2 separate regions of the Rattus norvegicus genome follow, and region 1 is linked to region 2. The links are chromatin contacts, called in public Hi-C maps. All regions are on one chromosome and are shown on one strand. Each heading gives the region's core, a stretch centred on a gene start, on an enhancer-like site or on the middle of the called end of the contact. The rest is flanking DNA. Distances are from core to core; before and after follow the strand shown. Region 1 has its middle 260 kb from the start of Trnap-ggg1. Region 2 has its middle 41 kb from the start of Trnap-ggg1.

Evidence for each region. A called contact is a pair of places that touch in the nucleus more often than the background predicts.
Region 1: a Hi-C map of frontal cortex shows a contact between it and region 2, with 2.2 times the contacts expected there. The contact joins two enhancer-like sites. A contact is called at or near these places in 2 of 12 Hi-C or Micro-C datasets (frontal cortex and prefrontal cortex).

The regions. Positions count from the first base shown.
Region 1 is chr2:14,652,647-14,658,501 of GRCr8, reverse strand. No RefSeq gene overlaps it. Among named protein-coding and RNA genes, the nearest start is that of Trnap-ggg1, 260 kb to the right of the region's middle. Within about 2 kb of position 3,586, at least 8 of the 93 cell types and tissues checked have an H3K27ac peak or open chromatin away from gene starts, as enhancers often do.
Region 2 is chr2:14,347,109-14,353,155 of GRCr8, reverse strand. No RefSeq gene overlaps it. Among named protein-coding and RNA genes, the nearest start is that of Trnap-ggg1, 41 kb to the left of the region's middle. Within about 2 kb of position 1,460, at least 3 of the 93 cell types and tissues checked have an H3K27ac peak or open chromatin away from gene starts, as enhancers often do.

The DNA.
Region 1 (5,855 bases), core at 2,337-4,836, 300 kb before region 2:
CAAACGGACTGGGAAAAGCCTGGGAAGTCTCAACCCTACACAGAATTGCAGGTAGCAGAAAATTAAAGTTTCTTGCAGGGAAAAGCACAACAATTTGTTCTCCAGTACCAAGTGATTAGTCTGAAAAAAATATATAAACAAGTAGCATTATATAGGTTGTGGCAGTTGTGGTTAGGAATGTATATGTACATAGGTTTACATATATGCATGATATGATGTCATGAAAATGAAGTCATGAATTTGAAAGGGAGCAGAGGGGTGTGTATAAGAGGGTACAGAGGGAGAAAAGGTAATGGAGAAATTCTGTAATTGTATTATGATCTCAATAAATAAAAAGTAATAGTACGTATGTCATTTAGAGGAAAGAACACTGAGGTCATCCAGATTGTCAGTTTGGAGCTGGTTATACCACCTTCTCTGGCACGGTTCTCTACCTCTTAAAGCCTCAATTTCTTGATGGCAACACTGACTTCTGAGCAGCACCTTTACAATGCACTTGTGAAGAATACCCTCTAACATATTACTACTGAATACAGATTCCAAGACATTTAGAGGTTTGTTAGGATTATACAAAAGAGATTACCTTTGTGGTATTAGAAGAGCAGTATCTTTGGGCCAGATAATGGTTAGAGGTCCCAACAGATCTAAAAGTAAATTCTAAAAGCTATAATAACAAGAGAATAGAATGTACATGCAACTTAATCGAGTTTCGACTCACTGAGCAGGCCCTAACCAACATGCAAAAACCCAGAGAAGCATGTGGGTTCTCATTAGCTGGATGCATCTTGAAAGACTTTTTTAAAAAATATTCTTTAATTTGCTTTTGTTGTTAATGACCCGACTGAGGATTTTTAGGGTCTACCAAAGAGCCATCTTGTTTGTTAGTTCGCACTGTCTCTTTTCTTCCAAATTTCCTTTCTCTCTGTTTTCTGCCTCTTATTCCCTTACATAAATAGAGAGCTTTGCCATATGTGTAATTTGCTTCAATTTCACTCCTTATCCCCTTATAGAAAGTTGTTTTTAAGTGGACGATACCAACAGAATGAGAGGTGCTAACTAGATCAAACAGTTAATTTTGAAAAATATGAAGCCATGACACTTGTTTAGGGAGGCTTTTTAAATTTAGTTTCTAGGAACTCTATAACTCTGTGACAGTTAATTAATGTATCAGTCAGACTTGGTAAACAAGTAACTCTCCAAGTTTTACCTAGTACTACTTCCTAACCCTTACCCAAAGAATGAACAACTGGAGGTGAATTTCTATAATGGATGAGCCTTCTGTCTGAGTATGCCATTACCTCATTCATTTAAAAGTCAATTTAGAACTTATGGACAGTGCCAAATTTACAGCCCTGAGTCCAGACTCCTTTTTATAGTCTAGAGAAGAGTCATTGCATAAGTTGTCATGTTGCAAGCCTTCTGAGCCAATTCCACTCCATCACAGTCTTTTTCATGATGGGCCGAAGACTTTCAGACATGTAGGATATCCAATAACGTTAGGGCCATTAGAGATCAGCACATGTAGCTAAAACTGACTCTCTATCACATCGTGTATGCTCAGATCACTGACAGGATCCTCTGATTTGGTAAAGGAAATCAAGTCCTATAGTCACCAAGATTTTAGCCACTTATATTGGTATTTGCTTTGTGATAACAAACTACTAATCAGGAAGCATATAAAAATGTTCAAAGAACAATTCCATAAAATATGGATAACAAAGGTCCAGAGAATAACAGATTAGATCATCTTCCCTAAGAAGAAACGATGGCATGGTTGTTTGGGGATTCAGTCTATTTGTGTGCACACCCTGTCTATAATTAGTGTTCTCTCTGGGCTTGGCAAATTCTGCTAGTGTACGATTACTTTTGCTCTTTCACAGTGTCACTGCTAAATGAGGCTGGTGACATCATTCTAGCAAATGTCCAGTGCACTAGGAAACCGAGAGGTTTGACTCAACCAGAGAAAGCTCGGGTTCAGTCATACATATCCTGAACTTCCAATCTTGTATTTTTCCTGTAGCATTATCTGCTTGAAACACATAAATGTCTTCTATGAGGTCAATGAAAACATTTCGGAACCACCATTTGGATTACTGTTCAGCTGGGAACAAGGACAAGTGGAATGAACACCAAGTATAACAAAAATGAACTTACAGAAATGTGAGAAAGATATATCCACAATAACAGAAACAAGGTCAAGGGGTCTTGCATTTGAGATGAAATAAATATTTTAAAGTTTTTTTAAAAAAATATAAAGGATGTCTAGTCTTATTGTTTGTATGTGAGGACAAATATCTCAAGTATGTGCACATGCACTTCAAAGTGTAGGGTTAGGCTACAGTAATTCTTCTACACCCTTTCTTTCATAAAGGAGTTTTCAACTTTCTTGGACTGATACAAATATTATCATTCTCTTACAAACTCCTTCCTGACTCTCCAAAAACTTATTCTCTCCCTCGAGCACTCTCTCAGGACTTGCTCAAATTGGCTAATATGAAACTTACCATTTTAATATATTTAGGTATGCATTTATCTTCTTGAGATGAAACCAGGTGTGATACTTGATTTATCCTTATAGCCATAAAACCTAGGCAATTCATAAGGTGGATACATAATTTAGATGAGATGAATTGAGTTCAAATATGACTTGTGTCTTCCATGAGATCAAATTATGCATGTAAGAAATCCAAGAGATTTAATGAATCACTTCATTATATCTGTAGCCACCATAATACTGTTGTGGAGTACTCTGGGTTAGATAGGAAATTTATGCATATATTAGATAAAACAAAACCAAATGTACGCTGGAGTTCTGAGGAAGATATGAAAGAAATGAGGTAAGTTTCAGATGCAACAAGAATTTTCTCTTTGTACTGTCTCAAGGATAATAGAGAAGTATGGTGGACAGAAAGAATAATTCCACTGAACTACCTAACTATCAGTCATCATTGTGATACCAGTAACTACTTATGAACCAATGAATGGTTATTTATATTACAATAGTGATGTCTCTGGGACATTTGAATAGTTTCAGTTCAAGGTTTAAATCTCTCTGATTTTCAAACTTTCCCAGGAGTAAGGAATGCCCTATCATGTTAGGAAAGGAATGCTATATCTCCATTCTTCAGTCATTAGTAAAAATGGGTCATAGATCATGTCATGTTGTCTGTAACCTAGTTATAATTATGGCAGAATGGCAGTTTCAAAATCATGATTTCTTATAGAAACCTTTAAAATCTCATTAGCTTCTGATAATTATACTAATATCTAAAGCTTGAAAATCACAGAGCTAATTTCAGCAGAAGATCAGCTTTGAACGTGTTCTGGAGAGGTTTTTCTCTCTTAACTTCCTGGGAACAAAAGGAGAAGGCAGCTTCAGGCTCTAATGTGACACTCTATTTCTGAGGCAGAAGAATAAGTTCGGGGAAGCATCACCTCGTTTGTGAGCGGATTCAGAAGTGGAGAACAGGGATATTAGAGCACCATCTCGAAATGTAACTCTGAGGCTGTGGAAGCCTCTTCACTTGTGATCGATTTGCATCTCTGCCTGTGTCTGAATTCATATTCCACAAGCACAGATGGAGGTGTGATAGATTTTTTTCGAGCACATCTATTTATTCAGATACCGGATTCAGTCTCTGAGTAGGGAGATGGTAAAGGCTGCTGTGAGCAGATGGCTCATAGGCACTATGACTTTCGAAACAACATTCTTTAAAGATAAGTGGCACAGTAATAATAATAATACTTAGCACATATATTGCACCTTTGGTCTGCCAACATTAACTAATTAATCTTCAGTAGACCCCTGTGAGATAAGTAAGTGCTTATAATTATCTCTATTATGCAGTCAAGTCAAGTAAGAATGTGTCGGCACATACTGTGGAAGACTTGGCCCAAGTTAAAGGCCGGGTGGATCCAATTTGCATGGCTCTTTAAGATTTCTGCTCTAGTAGCACAGACTAGTATTTCTAGACACACTGCAGTTTGAGGCACCAAGTAGATTGGAAGCAAGATACCATCCACCAGACATACTTCATTCAGAGGGTTTATGCTACAGAATTCTAAATTAGGCAGCAGGACAGTTGAGTCATTTCTTGAAAGTCCAAGAGGATATGGTTGGCCAGAAGCAAGAGTGAAATATATAAGGCCCTCCCATTTGAAGGAAATATTTGGACTGCTCACATCTTTTTTAAGGCTATTCTTTCAACTATTGTACAAAATAAGGATTTTGAAGAAATTTAAGGATTCCCTTGCCATTAGCCATGCCTAAGAACTTTTCTTTGCAGGTTGCTGGAGTCTGAAGTATCGCTTTGGAGAGAGAGATTAATATCCCACTGTAAAATAAGACTTCTAAGTTAAACAGTGATGTCATAGGATTGTTAAGTTCTGAAGCTTTAGTGGTGACATGTAAAGATGTCTGCCTTAGAGATCTGAAGTTTGATATTATTGAACTGTGTCATGATGTCAAGAGACCTGACCCTGAATTTTGAAATATATGAGAAAAATAAAACCCTTTATAAATTGGTACATTAATAAATAAACCTCATCCTACCACGTATAAATGTGTAAAATACAATGTATAAAATGTATGGGAATGCTCTTTATATGACATATGATAAACAAGCAATATTTTGCCCCTCACCTTCTCTCTTAGAAATGCGATTTGGGGGCAAGACACAACTTTCAAGTTTAGCTCCCTCACGTATAGAATGTATCTTAATTCATCAACCATATCTAACTCCAAAGATCCAGGTCCAGCCCACTTCCTCTCAACTGTGTAAATCAGTTTTCATGACTATTTCACATCTTTTAATTTTTATTACCATTACTTGAGTTTTAATTTGGGGGATATAATTACCCTTTGCCTCCAATTTTTGTTTTCCATTTTGAACTATATTCTTTTATGAAAAAGTGATCTCAAACTTAAATCTCTAAGAGGATTAAATGAAGGCAATTTTAATGTGATAGTCAGAGCCAAATTATAGGCTGCACACAGACTCAAAGTCTTATACATAAATCACACCTGAAACCCAGGTCCAGAGAAATCTCCTTCCCTAGGAACTGTGTTCTTCCATTCCCTCAGACGGCAGTGCTTTCTCTCCCTACCTCTTTAGTCTTTCTTATTTTATGTACTTTATATTAAGTGTAAATCCACCCACAAAACAGCAGCCAATATCAAGTTAAATGGAAAGGTATTTGAAGCAATCCCACTATAATCAGGGACTAGATAAGGCTGCCCACTCTCTCCATATCTATTCAATATAATACCCAAAGTTCTAGCTAGAGCAGTAAGACAACAAAAAGAGATCAAGGGGAAAGAAATTGGCGAGGAAGAAGTCAAGGTATCACTATTCACTGATGATCTGATAGTATATATAAGCAACACCAAAAATTCTACCAGAGAACATCTATGGCTAATAAACAACTTCGGCAAAGTGGCTATATATAATATCAACTCAAAAAATCAGTAGCCTTCCTTTATACAAATGATAGATGGACTGAGTAAGAAAATAGGGAAGCAACACCCTAAATAATAGGCACTAATAATATAAAATACCGTGATGTAACTCTAACCAAACAAGTGAAAGACCTGTATGACAAGATCTTTAAGTCTCTCAAGAAAAAAGTTGGAGAAGACCTTAGAAGATGGAAAGATCTCCCATGCTCATGGGTTGGTAGGATTAACATAGAAAAATGGTCATCCTACCAAAAGTAATCTACAGATTCAATGTAATTCCCACCAAAAGTTCAACACAATTCTTCACAGACATGGAAAGAGCAATTCTCAATTTCATATGAAAAAAACAAAAGCTAGGATAGCAAAAACAATTCCTAGTAATAAAAGAAATGCTTGG
Region 2 (6,047 bases), core at 211-2,710:
CTACGAAGAAGTAAGAATAAGTAGGGAGCTTTGTAGCTCTCTTTTAACCAGGCAGTCAGAATAGGAGGCAAAAAGAATCTTAAGAGGGAGAATGAATAGGACTGAGTGGTTAAGTTAGAAAATTGGGAAGAGATAATAAACACAATGGAACATTTGAGTAAACTCTCTGGCGTAGGATGACCTTGGTGCTGTTACCTGAAGTAAGAGGGTGAGGGAAAAATGTTTCTAGGGTCAATGAGATGTTATGCTCCACATAGAAGGTCGGAGCTACAGCAAAAAGCCGAAGACTCTCTGTTCCTTCCTGCTTTTACGGTGTCATGCATACTTGTTAGGGTGGTTATGTGCATATATGCATGAGGCCATATATTTGTGTGGAGACCAGAAGTGATGATGAGGTGTCTTTGAAGACTTGTTTTTGTATTTATGTGTATCTGTATCTGTGTGCATGTGTGCACATGTGTTCATGGAGGCCAATAGAGGGCTGGAGTTAGGAACTGCCCAGTGTTCAGTTCTCATAATCAAACCCAGGTCCCTTTGGGGAGTAGCAAGTGCTCTCAAGAACTGAAGCAGCTCTAAAGCCCTTAAAAATTTGACATCAGATGTCTGTTCTCAATGACTCCTCATTTTGAGACTGTTTCTCTTACTGAATGCAAAGCTTCTCTGTTCAGTTAAGCCAATGTGGTTCAGACATAGAGCAGTTTCCCCCCAGTACTAGGAGTTACATGGCCACACAGCTGTGAATAGCATTATAGCTGGGCTCTAGAATAGGAACTCCTGTCCCCATGTTTTTGGTGGCAAGCATTTTATTGAGCCATCTGTCTCCTTAGCCCTCCTCTGCTTTTCAAAGCTTCCGTGTCCTGGTGTTTGTTGAGAAAGCATCACTTGTCACACTGCTCCATGTAGTCAAATCCTGACATGGTCTGGAAAAAACTAAGACTAAACAAGGAACAAGAGCCGAAGCAGAGGCGCCTATAGATTCCTGATGTGTAGAGTCTGAGCTATCAGTGCTAGGCTTCTTTTTAGCCACTTACAGGTTTCATCATAGTGAGTTGTCAGTTTTAGACCTATAGATTTCATAATCTGTGGTATAACAATATCATATATATGCCATATAATAGCCCAGATATCATAGTCTAAATTTTAAAACCCAGTAAAATGTGTCATGAGATGTTTTCAGGACTAGAGATTGTTCATTTTAAACTTTGGTTCAGAGCAATACTTCTTTGAAATGACTGTGTTTTATTTTCCGACGCAGTGTTTATACTTACTATTCATGTTTGGAATGTTCAGATTCAACACAGCTATTTGTGTTCCAACTTCTCCAGAACAAACCTATAGGTTGCTCCAGAAGTATTCACAGACAACTCAGACCATAAGCTACCTACTGAGAAGACCTACCTAAATATCAGGCTACTGTGTCTGCCAAATACAGGGAGAGACAGGTCCTGGGCAGGAAGCAGGGGAACTTGGCAGCACGAGATGGGGCATTTTGCCTCATGAGTCTAGAAGTCCTGCTCCTCGCTTTTTATGTTGTCCACAAAGTTTCCACACTGCCCACCTGTCTACATGCACCAGTCAGTGATCAGTAGATAAACAGCAACCTCAAAAAAAAAAAAAAGAAAAAAATACATCTGCAATATTAGCCAGGAAAGAGAGGCAGCAAAAACCAGAATATAGGTACATTATCACTGATTGCTTTCAATTTCATAGAAATTTTTCCTTTAGCAACTTATTATGTAGATATTTATGATTCTAATTGTCTTCTGAAACTGACAAATCTCTCTCTCTTAAACACACACACATATGCACACACACACATATGCACACACACATATGCACACACACATATGCACACACACATACGCACACACACACACACACACACACACACACACACACACATATACACACACACGTCTTTCCAGGCATAAACTCAAAACTAAGTCCTTTTACCAAAAGCACTTTAAAGCATGGTTTTTTCCTTCCAATTACACAAACATATTACGGATTTTCTCATGACTTTTTAAAATTATTTTTATTATTCCATTTTTAGATCTCTAATTAAATTGGGGGGATTTTACAAAAGCACTTTTCTTTAAAACCTCAATTATTTGCTCCTCCTAAATGTTTTCCATTGCAAGGATTAGAGGTGATAAATCACAGTCGGTTTATCTCCTACGGTTTCTTCTAGCACATTGTCAGCTCCCCTCTCACCCTCATGTGCACACCCCCTGCACAGTGACTACATATGGGACAGTGTAAAGGCTGTGGGATAAGTGACACTATTAGCTCAGTGTGGTGGCTTTGATGTGTAGCTCTCGGCAGGGTTGCCAGAAGAGTGACAGGCTCCGGCTCTAATGCAAAGACTATTTCGCATCTACTTGCTTCCCCTCTAATGGTCTCCTATTACTATTAGTGGTTCAGAGCAGATGGGCACCATGGCTGCAAACCCACTTTCTTGAGATTAGCTTCCTATTTTGAGTTCCTATTCTCTGTATGTCTAAGATCTTATAAATAAAAACTATTAAAGTATTTGAAAGCATAATAGGTATTGAAGTGAGATCACTGATTTTTACCTTAATTCAAATAAAAATTGTTACATCCTATACCATCAACACGTTGCCTAATTACTGAGGCATGTAGTTCTGGAAACTCATTGGTTTGGGTTTTGGGTTTGGGGTTTTGCCTTTGTTTTGTTTTTAACTGCCTGCTGTCAATACTGTCCTGGTCTTTCTGCATATTCCTGTTCCAAAACTCTGGTTTTGATCATTTCTGGACCTCAAACAAAATGTTAAAGAATAATGTAATATTTTATATCTAAATATAAATTGTAGAGTGAATGAAAAGTTAGGGAGGTAAACATCAAGAGCACTTTGGATAATAAAGCTACGAAAGCAAGGACAAGTTAGTTACCCGGTAAACAGTTAACCACCCAGTAGGTTTAGAGCAGAAGCTAAACTACCCACAAGTGTGAGAACACTTTATGTGAAAAAATCTGTTAAAGGGGACTTAAAAGAACAAAAAGTACTCTCCATTCCCCTAATTAACTTTGAAGAGTCTAATTAAGGGCAACATAAAAGCCTAAGAAATGCTGGTTATTAGGCATGTACTTTAACTTGATCAGTGAGATGGTATTCTTGTAAACAAAGAAGCTAATTTCACCCAGCCCAAAATAAACCTCTCTGCAAATATCTCACAACATAATCATGCCGTACCTTGGGAGCAGAATCCCTATCTAGCACAGGCTGTCTCTTGAGGTTACTAATTCTAGGCATTAATAGCACTCGATTTGAAGATGTAATAGAGGAGAAAGAACGTTCCGATAATGTGTGCATAAGCTACACCTCGCTCTCCTTTTCCTTGTCTTTAACTTGACCTGTGTGACAAAGCACTGACTACTTCACTCTTATGTATGCAGAATTTTATCTCTAAAACAGAGGCAAGTAGGACAAAGTTAAGAACACTCATATCTGATGGGAGCACAGCATCCACACGTCTCTGGAATACTAGGTTTTGCTGTTGCGACAATGATATTATTTTGGGCTTTAGGTCTCACCTTTACCACTTAAGTTTAGAAGGAAGAGATAGCATTTCTTTAAAAGAAAAAAAAAGACAGAAAGGAAGGAAGGGAAGGAGAGAGGGAGGGAGGGAAGAAAGGAGAGAGAGAGAGAGAGAGAGAGAGATCTGTCAGTAATGTAAAGACAGTTACAATATTGGAAGATGATGATGAAATCATGTTTTTTATCTCATTTCCCTTGAGTTACTCTAAATGGAGTGAATATTAATCCCAGAATCGAAAGCTCTGACTTCTGGGAACTAGCTTCACATTGTGATTCAGTGAACAGCAGTGTTTCATTAGAAAATGCAGATCAGGTTATCTTCTAAGCTGCTTCACAGGGATGCTGTAGAGATCACTCTGAAGAGCATCCCATTTCTTGTGAATAGGGACTTCTAAATGCTATTCTCTTAACACTAGTAGTCAGCACGGGAGTGTATGGAGACAGACAAATTGTGATGCTGTGTTATAATCACCCCCACAGGTATCCCTGGTACTAGCGAAACCAACCTGTATAGCTAGGGTGAAAGAATGGTTTCCGTGGTACCCTGAGACTTTGATTATAACATCAGCACTTAAAAAGACAGTCTTCAACAAAGGTAGCACTGAAATAACAGCCTTGAGACAGAAGGTAGAAGGTTATAAAGTTTAAAAAATATATTTAGACATCCAGATACTTCAGTGAGTTTTATCTTGGTGAACACTCCAGAGCTTGTTGTCTGAACTTCCCCTAAAAAGCCTGCTGAGAAGGCTACTTTGCCCAGGGACATAGATTTGACACATCTGCCTCTGGATAAATAGTTCATTGTCGAAGTTACAGGTCACAGAAAGCATTATAATGAAAAAGCTATGCTGAATAAAGCACCGCAAATTTGCCAAAGGAGTGGCTGGGACTATCATTCTGAAAAAGATACCTAATTGTACTTTTGCATCAGAGTAAAGCAGTGTGCATAGTTCATACTGTCTGCAAAAATATTAAACTTTTGCTTGAGAAGGAGAAATAAGGAATGTACAAACACAACGTAAGGGCCAAGAGACCCTCCAGAAAACACAATTTCTGGGTAGCCTCCTTTAAGCCCGGATCTGTAACTAGTCAGCTTCCTGTTCAGTATGAAAACAGTTCCATCCATAAATATTATTAGACTGCTCCAAAGCAAAGCTATGCAGAAAGTTCTGCTCCTTACTTAGGCATGTTGGTCCCTTCTGTTGTTGATTTCTCAGTTGGGTGAGAGAATAAGATCTCTTTCCAGAAAGAAATACAGAAATTTGCAATAACTGCATATATTTTTCTGAAAAAATAATATTAATGAGTATGAAAAGTAGAATACATTTCAGATCCATTGTCGAGTACGTTTAAGCATCACATGTAAGCTCTGACCAGAGTTTATAGAGCTGCTTTCTTCTCCTTATCCTTAATAAGTCTCAAGAGTTACCCTCAATCAAATCAGTTATCTCAAGAACCAGCTTTCTGGTGAAGAGATTCACGTGTGAATATTTCACATGGTTTTGGTTAAGCACTGCTCTCTTACACAACATATTTATCTGAGACATTGGAACATGATCTTTTGATACTCTCAGAAGACTCATTATGTTATTCTTGCAAAGAGTAACTAGGTTAGTGATAACTGATGGTGTGTTGACAAGCAGTCACTATTGTTTGTGGACCATGCTTATGTACAGCACAGGTAACAAGGCTTACTCAGCAAAAATGCATATTCTTTATCCTTTTGATTTCCTCTCATTCAGCCTAAAGATAGGCTCTCACTGAGAGTGCTGTGAAAGGTGTAAGGAAAACACAGATCATGACTGGGGAGATGACTGTGAGTGATGTGTTTGCTGTGTAAACATGAGGACCTGGATCTGAATAACTTGAACCCATGTAAAAATGCTGCATAGAATACAGAAGCAACACAGTGCTGGACATAGAAACAGGTGCACCCTCGGGGTGCGCAAACCAACCACGCAATAATTTTTAGGTCCAGTGACTGAACTTGTTTGAAAAAACTAGAAATAATTAAAGAAAATATCCAAACATTTGATCTCCACATTTTTGTTCATCCACACACATACACACATACATACATACACATAACATATATCTATAGATATACATGTATATGTGTGTGTTTATACATATATATGTATTGATGTTCATTAAAATTTTCATAGAAAAATATGGTAAAAAACATATTTAGAATGTTAATGGTCTGTGGATCTGTGTAGAAAACCATTTTTGCAGATATTATGCACCTGTAGATCTATTCACTTTTTCAAACAGGAAGCAGTTCATTGAACTAATCTTTGTTAGAATTACAGTATTAAATGAGAAGACATGGAGCAAAACTTGATGCTCTTTCTATCAGGGTTAAATTGCTGGGCTTCACTCAGTGGTACAGTGCTTGGTGTGCAGCTGAGCCTAGATTCAATCCCCTGCATGACCACCACCAAAATTCCACATATAAAACCTCTTGTATGGCTATTAGCCCAAATG